2 separate regions of the Sus scrofa genome follow, and region 2 is linked to region 1. Evidence: chromatin contacts called from public HiChIP or PLAC-seq data. All regions are on one chromosome and are shown on one strand. The core of a region is the stretch at or near the end of the contact, and the rest is flanking DNA. Distances in the headings are between cores, read along the strand shown.

Evidence for each region. HiChIP or PLAC-seq counts read pairs in DNA pulled down with a chosen protein or histone mark.
Region 2: an H3K27ac HiChIP or PLAC-seq map of alveolar macrophages shows a contact between it and region 1. The contact joins the promoter of WDR74 here to the promoter of NXF1 in region 1. A contact is called at or near these places in 1 of 5 promoter capture datasets (liver), 9 of 47 Hi-C or Micro-C datasets (differentiating spermatogonia, embryonic fibroblasts, epiblast stem cells and 5 more) and 2 of 2 datasets of contacts at active chromatin or transcription factors (alveolar macrophages and skeletal muscle).

Annotation. Positions count from the first base shown.
Region 1 is chr2:8,968,689-8,971,388 of Sscrofa11.1, forward strand. NXF1 (nuclear RNA export factor 1) reads left to right here and starts at 1,270. Exons shown (of 21, transcript NM_001243350.1): 1 at 1,270-1,407. The coding sequence starts at 1,380.
Region 2 is chr2:8,930,197-8,932,896 of Sscrofa11.1, forward strand. WDR74 (WD repeat domain 74) reads left to right here and starts at 1,334. Exons shown (of 11, transcript NM_001243395.1): 1 at 1,334-1,406; 2 at 1,488-1,594; 3 at 1,689-1,810. The coding sequence starts at 1,343.

The DNA.
Region 1 (2,700 bases), core at 20-2,519:
GTTAGCATGGAAACTTCCCTTCAGAGGCCCGTAACAGGATCCCAGCCTGGGTCCCTGATTGACGGCAACTTCCAGGACCATCTCCAGAAGTATTTGGACCTGTCTCATCTGCATGCTCCAACCATTTGGCCCCAAACTTACTTGCGCTGGATGAAGTAGGAGCCCTGCCTGCTGCTAGGAGTGAAGGTGACATGAAGAATCCGTTCCCAGCTCCAGCTGAGGCTCTTGGTCCCCTTGAAGCCCCTCACCACATCCAAGCCAGTCAGAAGAATGAAGGAGTGACCTGCCTGGAACACCCACCCTCCAGGGAGGTTAATATGCTTTCTAGTCCTGACCAGGACCCAGAACCACATCATCCTGCATCACTGGAGTTCCCCCACTTCACACACCCGAAAGGAAGCTCAAGCTGTAGAGACAACAGTCACTATACACTGTGCTGGCCCCAGTACTTTGAGGGGTCCAGGAGAGCCCAGGTCTTTCCTAGCCATGGCATTTTAATATTTCCTCTCCCTTTGGCCTGTGTTCAGCGTGTGGTCAGGCTGGCCTCCTCACTGCCCAGTTGACACAAGACGTGGGTTTAGCATAGCACATCCCGGTGGGTTGGTGGGTGGGTTGGTTTGTGAAGACAGCCAAAGCCTGGCAAATGCCGTTTTTCTCTCCTTTGATTGCAACTCTCTCGGAGGGAATGCATAGATCAGTAGTTATTTCACAAATATATGTTGGGTTCCTGCTGCGTGCGTGCTAAGTATGGTATCCAGTCAGGTGCCGGAGAGAAAAAGCCGTGAATTAATCAAGCCCCTGCTCTCTAGGAGTTTACCGTTAGTTTTCTATTTCATTTTATAGGCGAGGAGACCGAGGCCTAGATCTGCAAGTGTCAAAGGGCTGAGCTGAGACTTGCCCTGGCTGGATCCTTCTAGGTGTCTATGTGCGGTCACTCCCGCTCCTAAGGGCCTGGTCTCCCACTCCTCGGAAGCCCTTCCTGTAGCCCCTCTTCCCTGTTCCTCTCGGAATCCTGGGCTGCAGTAGCCACCTCTCCGCTTCACCGCTGACCCTGGAGGTGCTCCAGCAGAGAGCTACTAGCGGCGGGGTGGATGAAAGCAGGGGGCCGGCGAACCCGCGGTAACTCGGCTTCCCAAGCTCAGGTCCTGGGCGGGGCGTGCAACGCCAAGTCCCGCCCCCGGCTAGTCCGCTCGTCGAATGCGCACGCGCGTCTCCCAGTGGTTCCGCCCATCACCGTGGGACGTCGGCTGCGCGCGACGCGCTGGCCGCATAAATGCGGCGGCATCCGGCGTAGGAGCACTTCAGCCGGGAGAGCCTGGGCGTTCGGACGTTTGCCGGTGTCGCGGGCCGCGACAGAGCCCGCCCCTGCTCGCTGCGCCATGGCGGACGAAGGGAAGTCATACAACGGTCAGTGCTGGCCCTTGGGTCGGGGAGCCGGTCGATCTTGGGCCCTGCTGGGCTGCGCCAGCCTAGGCCGCAGCGCCGGGGCGTGAGGCCGCGAGGGGCCCGGCGTCCACGGGGAACGGCGGTGGCGCGGCGCGGGCCCGGGGCGAGGCAGCCCGGGGGCCTGGGTGAGCTTGAGGGTTGGGTGCCGGGGTTGTTGACGCTGGGATCCTCCCTTTGCGGGCCCCTGCGACTCGGAGAGGTGGCTCAGTGGTGGGGTGATGAGATTCCTTTGAACTTTGTGGGTGGTTGATGCCTGTCAGTTCAATTTGGCGGCCAAACTGTTTAATGTGAGTCAGTGCCCTTCTCCTGGGCTGATGTGCCCTATTTTCTACCGCGCGTCCAGGCGATTTTGCCCCCTCCCCCACCTAACGCGTCTGTCGCTTAGGCTTAATATTTTAGATCTGCACATCAACTCGATGTTCTGGTCCAAACACTACACTGAGTTTTAGTCCAGAGCGGTGGTTAGGAGCCGAGGTTTCAATCCCGAGTTGGCTATGCCAAGCTTGAGTAACTTACACCCTCAGACTTCGTTTTCCATCTCCTTAATGAGGATAGAAACAGTACCAGCCTTCTGAGTTTGTCTCCGTGTGTGTGTGTGTTAAAACGAGATCATTCATGTCAGGTGCCTGGAGCATAGTGCCTGACACTGGAGAAGAGTGCTCAGTGAATGTTAGCAACGACTTGTGTGCATTTATTACTTTTTTCCTAGGGTAACTTCTTGAGAAACTCATATTTTTAGTTTTTTAAGGAACCTCCATACTCTTTCCCGTAGTGGCTGCACCAGTTTTCATTCCTACCAACAGCGTAGGAGGGTTGCCTTTTCTCCACATCCTCTCCAGCATTTGTTTTTGTGGACTTTTTAATGTTGGCCATTCTGATTGGTGTGAAGTGCTACCTTATTGTGGCTTTGATTTGCATTTCTCTAATAATTAGTGATGTTGAGCATCTTTTCATGTGCCTGTAGGCCATCTGTATCGTGGGTCTTTTTTTTTTTTTCTTTCTTTCTTTTTTTTGCTTTTTAGGGCCCCAGCCGAGGCATATGAAAGTTCCCACGCTAGGGGTCCAATCAGAGATGTAACTGCTGGCCTACACCACAGCCACAGCAACGCCGGATCCTTAACCCACCGAACTAGGCCAGGGGCTGAATCCGCATCCTCATGGATCCTAGTTGGGTCCGTTAACCACTGAGCCACGCAGGGAACTCCTTCATGGGTCTTTTTTAAGAAGCGCTTCCTACACACCAGGGTTCAGAGG
Region 2 (2,700 bases), core at 84-2,583, 38 kb before region 1:
CGGCATATGGAGGTTCCCAGGCTAGGGGTCCAATCGGAGCTGTAACCGCCGGCCTACACCGCAGCCAAAGCAATGCCGGATCCCAGCCGTCTCTGCGACCTATACCACAGCTCAGGGCAATGCCAGATCGTTAACCCACAGAGCAAGGCCAGGGATCGAACCCGCAACCTCATGGTTCCTAGTCGGATTCGTTAACCACTGAGCCATGATGGGAACTCCTCTAATAGTTGAGAGTCTCTGATTTCAGAGAAAATGTCTCAGTCATTCAAGAAAGGGGGACGTTATGACATTTTAAAGTTGCAGCTTATCCCTTGGGAGAAAGATTTTTTTTTCTGTTAGATTTGCAGATTTTTACTCTCAGTTGGTACTAATTTTTTACCATCCCCAAACCTCAATGTGAGGAAATAAAAACTAAGCCCTTACCTCCACTTTCCAAAACAGAGTTCTGCTTAAAGATTGTTAGTTTTGGGAATTCCCGTCGTGGCTAACGATCAGGCGTTGCCGTGACCTATGGTATAGGTCGCAGACGAGGCTCGGATCCCGAGTTGCTGTGGCTGTGGTGTAGGCCGGCGGCTACAGCTCCTTTTAGACCCCTATCCTGGGAACCTCCATATTCCGCGTGTGCGGCCCTAGAAAAGACAAAAAAAAAAAAAAAAAAGATTGTCACTTTTGGAGTTCTCCGTCCTGGTTCAGCAGAAACGAATCTGACTAGCACCCCTGAGGACGCAGGTTCGATCCCTGGCCTCGCTCAGTGGATTAAGGATCTGGGTTGCCCTGCGCTGTGGCGTACGTCGCAGGCTTGCCTCAGATCCCACATGGGATCTGGGGAAAAAAAAAAAAAAAAAAGTCGGTTTTATTTTCCCAGAATTCGTCCTTTTTATACTCAAGGTTGATGTGCCTCATATGAGCGACTTGAATCATTCCTGATATATGTTTTCTTTCTTGTTTTGCTTTTTAGGGCTGCACCCGCGGCATATGGAGGTTCCCAGGCTAGGGGTCCAATCGGAGCTACAGGCGCTGGCCTACGCCACAGCCTCAGCAAGGTGGGGTCCGAGCCGCCTCTGCGACAGCTCACGGCAACGCCACATCTTTACCCCACTGAGCAAGGCCAGGGATCAAACCGCCAACCTCAGGGTTCCTAGTCGGATTCGTTAACCGCTGAGCCACGACGGGAACTCCTAGATTTCATTTCTTAAAAGCAAAACCAGCTGGCGCAGTGGGGGAATTTTTACATTTCCTGCTCTCTACGCTCCCAGAAATGGCCTTTATCCGGATCCGACCTGCCGCGTGCTGGTGACGCAAATGCTGCGCCGGAAGTGCGAGCCGGATCCGGATCTCCGTTATGGCGGCTGCCGAGGCGCGGTGGAATCATGTGTGGGTCGGCACCGACACCGGCATCCTGAAAGGTGAGTGATGGGCCTGGGCGTCTGGAACCGCGGGGGTCATGCGTTCGCGACCCCGGCGTAACTGACGTCCCCGGACCGCAGGGGTGAACCTTCAGCGCAAACAAGCGGTAAACTACACGGCGGCGGGACAGCCGCAGCGCGAGGAGGCGGTGAGCGCCCTGTGCTGGGGCGCGGGCGGCGAGACCCAGGTGAGCGACCTCTAACTGTGCTGGAGCAGGGGGGATGCTGAGGCGTGGCAGCCTCGCTCCTCTTGCCATCCTGCCCTGCTCTCTCTGCCTGCAGATCCTAGTCGGCTGTGCCGATAGGACAGTGAAGCTCTTCAGCACCGAGGAGGGCAGGTTCCAGGGCCAGAGGCACTGCCCCGGAGGCGAGGGCACCTTCCGAGGCCTCGCCCAGGTTGACGGGTAAGACCGAGACCCTTGCCGTATGCTCAGGTATAGGCAGATAGTTGAAGCTCCCGCACGACGGTCGATCAATGGGGATCAAGTCTTAGGTGACAGGAGCCTGATCTGTGTGACAGGGACATTTGTCCTGCCTTCGTTCCTTCATTTCTATAATAAGCATTTATTGAATACCTACTGGATTACAGGCATTGGACGAAATTCAAGGGCTGCAGGTAAACTGGACACAGTACCTGCCTTCCTAGAGTCTGCATCCTCAAGGGTTGTTCTTTTGGGTCCATGACTTTTTAGGTGACCCTGAGCAAGTCATTTAATAGTTTAGAGTATGTTCTCATTTGTGTCTTATATCACCTAGAGTGTGTTTTTAGATGGGGGCTACCAACCACCAAATCGGTAAAGCTCCCACAGTAAAGGATAGGAAAGTGATAAGTTACAGGCTTAGCTTTCTTCGGAAGATGGACGGGCTATGAACAGGCTGTGTAGTTTTGGTGATGTTAATTCTGACAAGTGAGATCTAGAAGGCGCTGTGGGGTGAGATCTTTGAACTGGGTCTGGAATGATGGGTAGAACTTTGACAGATGGAGAAGCGGGTAAGGGCACTCTAGAAAGAGGCTACTGCCCGAGCAGAGGTAAGGACTGGTGTCAGGCTACAGGATACATCATGGGAAAGAGAAATAAATAGCGTTTGGGGATTGAAGCCGAGAAGCATTTTAATATGAGATGGGCAAGGTAGGTTGGGATTAAAGGTAAAAAAAAAGGGTTTTAAGTGCCAGGCTGAGAGATTTGCACTTCTGTATGTGGTGGGGAGTTATGGTTTTTGAGTAGGAAGTGTGGTGGTCAGAGCTGTGAGCCCTGCAGGATTATGGAGGATGGGTTGGAGAGACAGCAGTTGG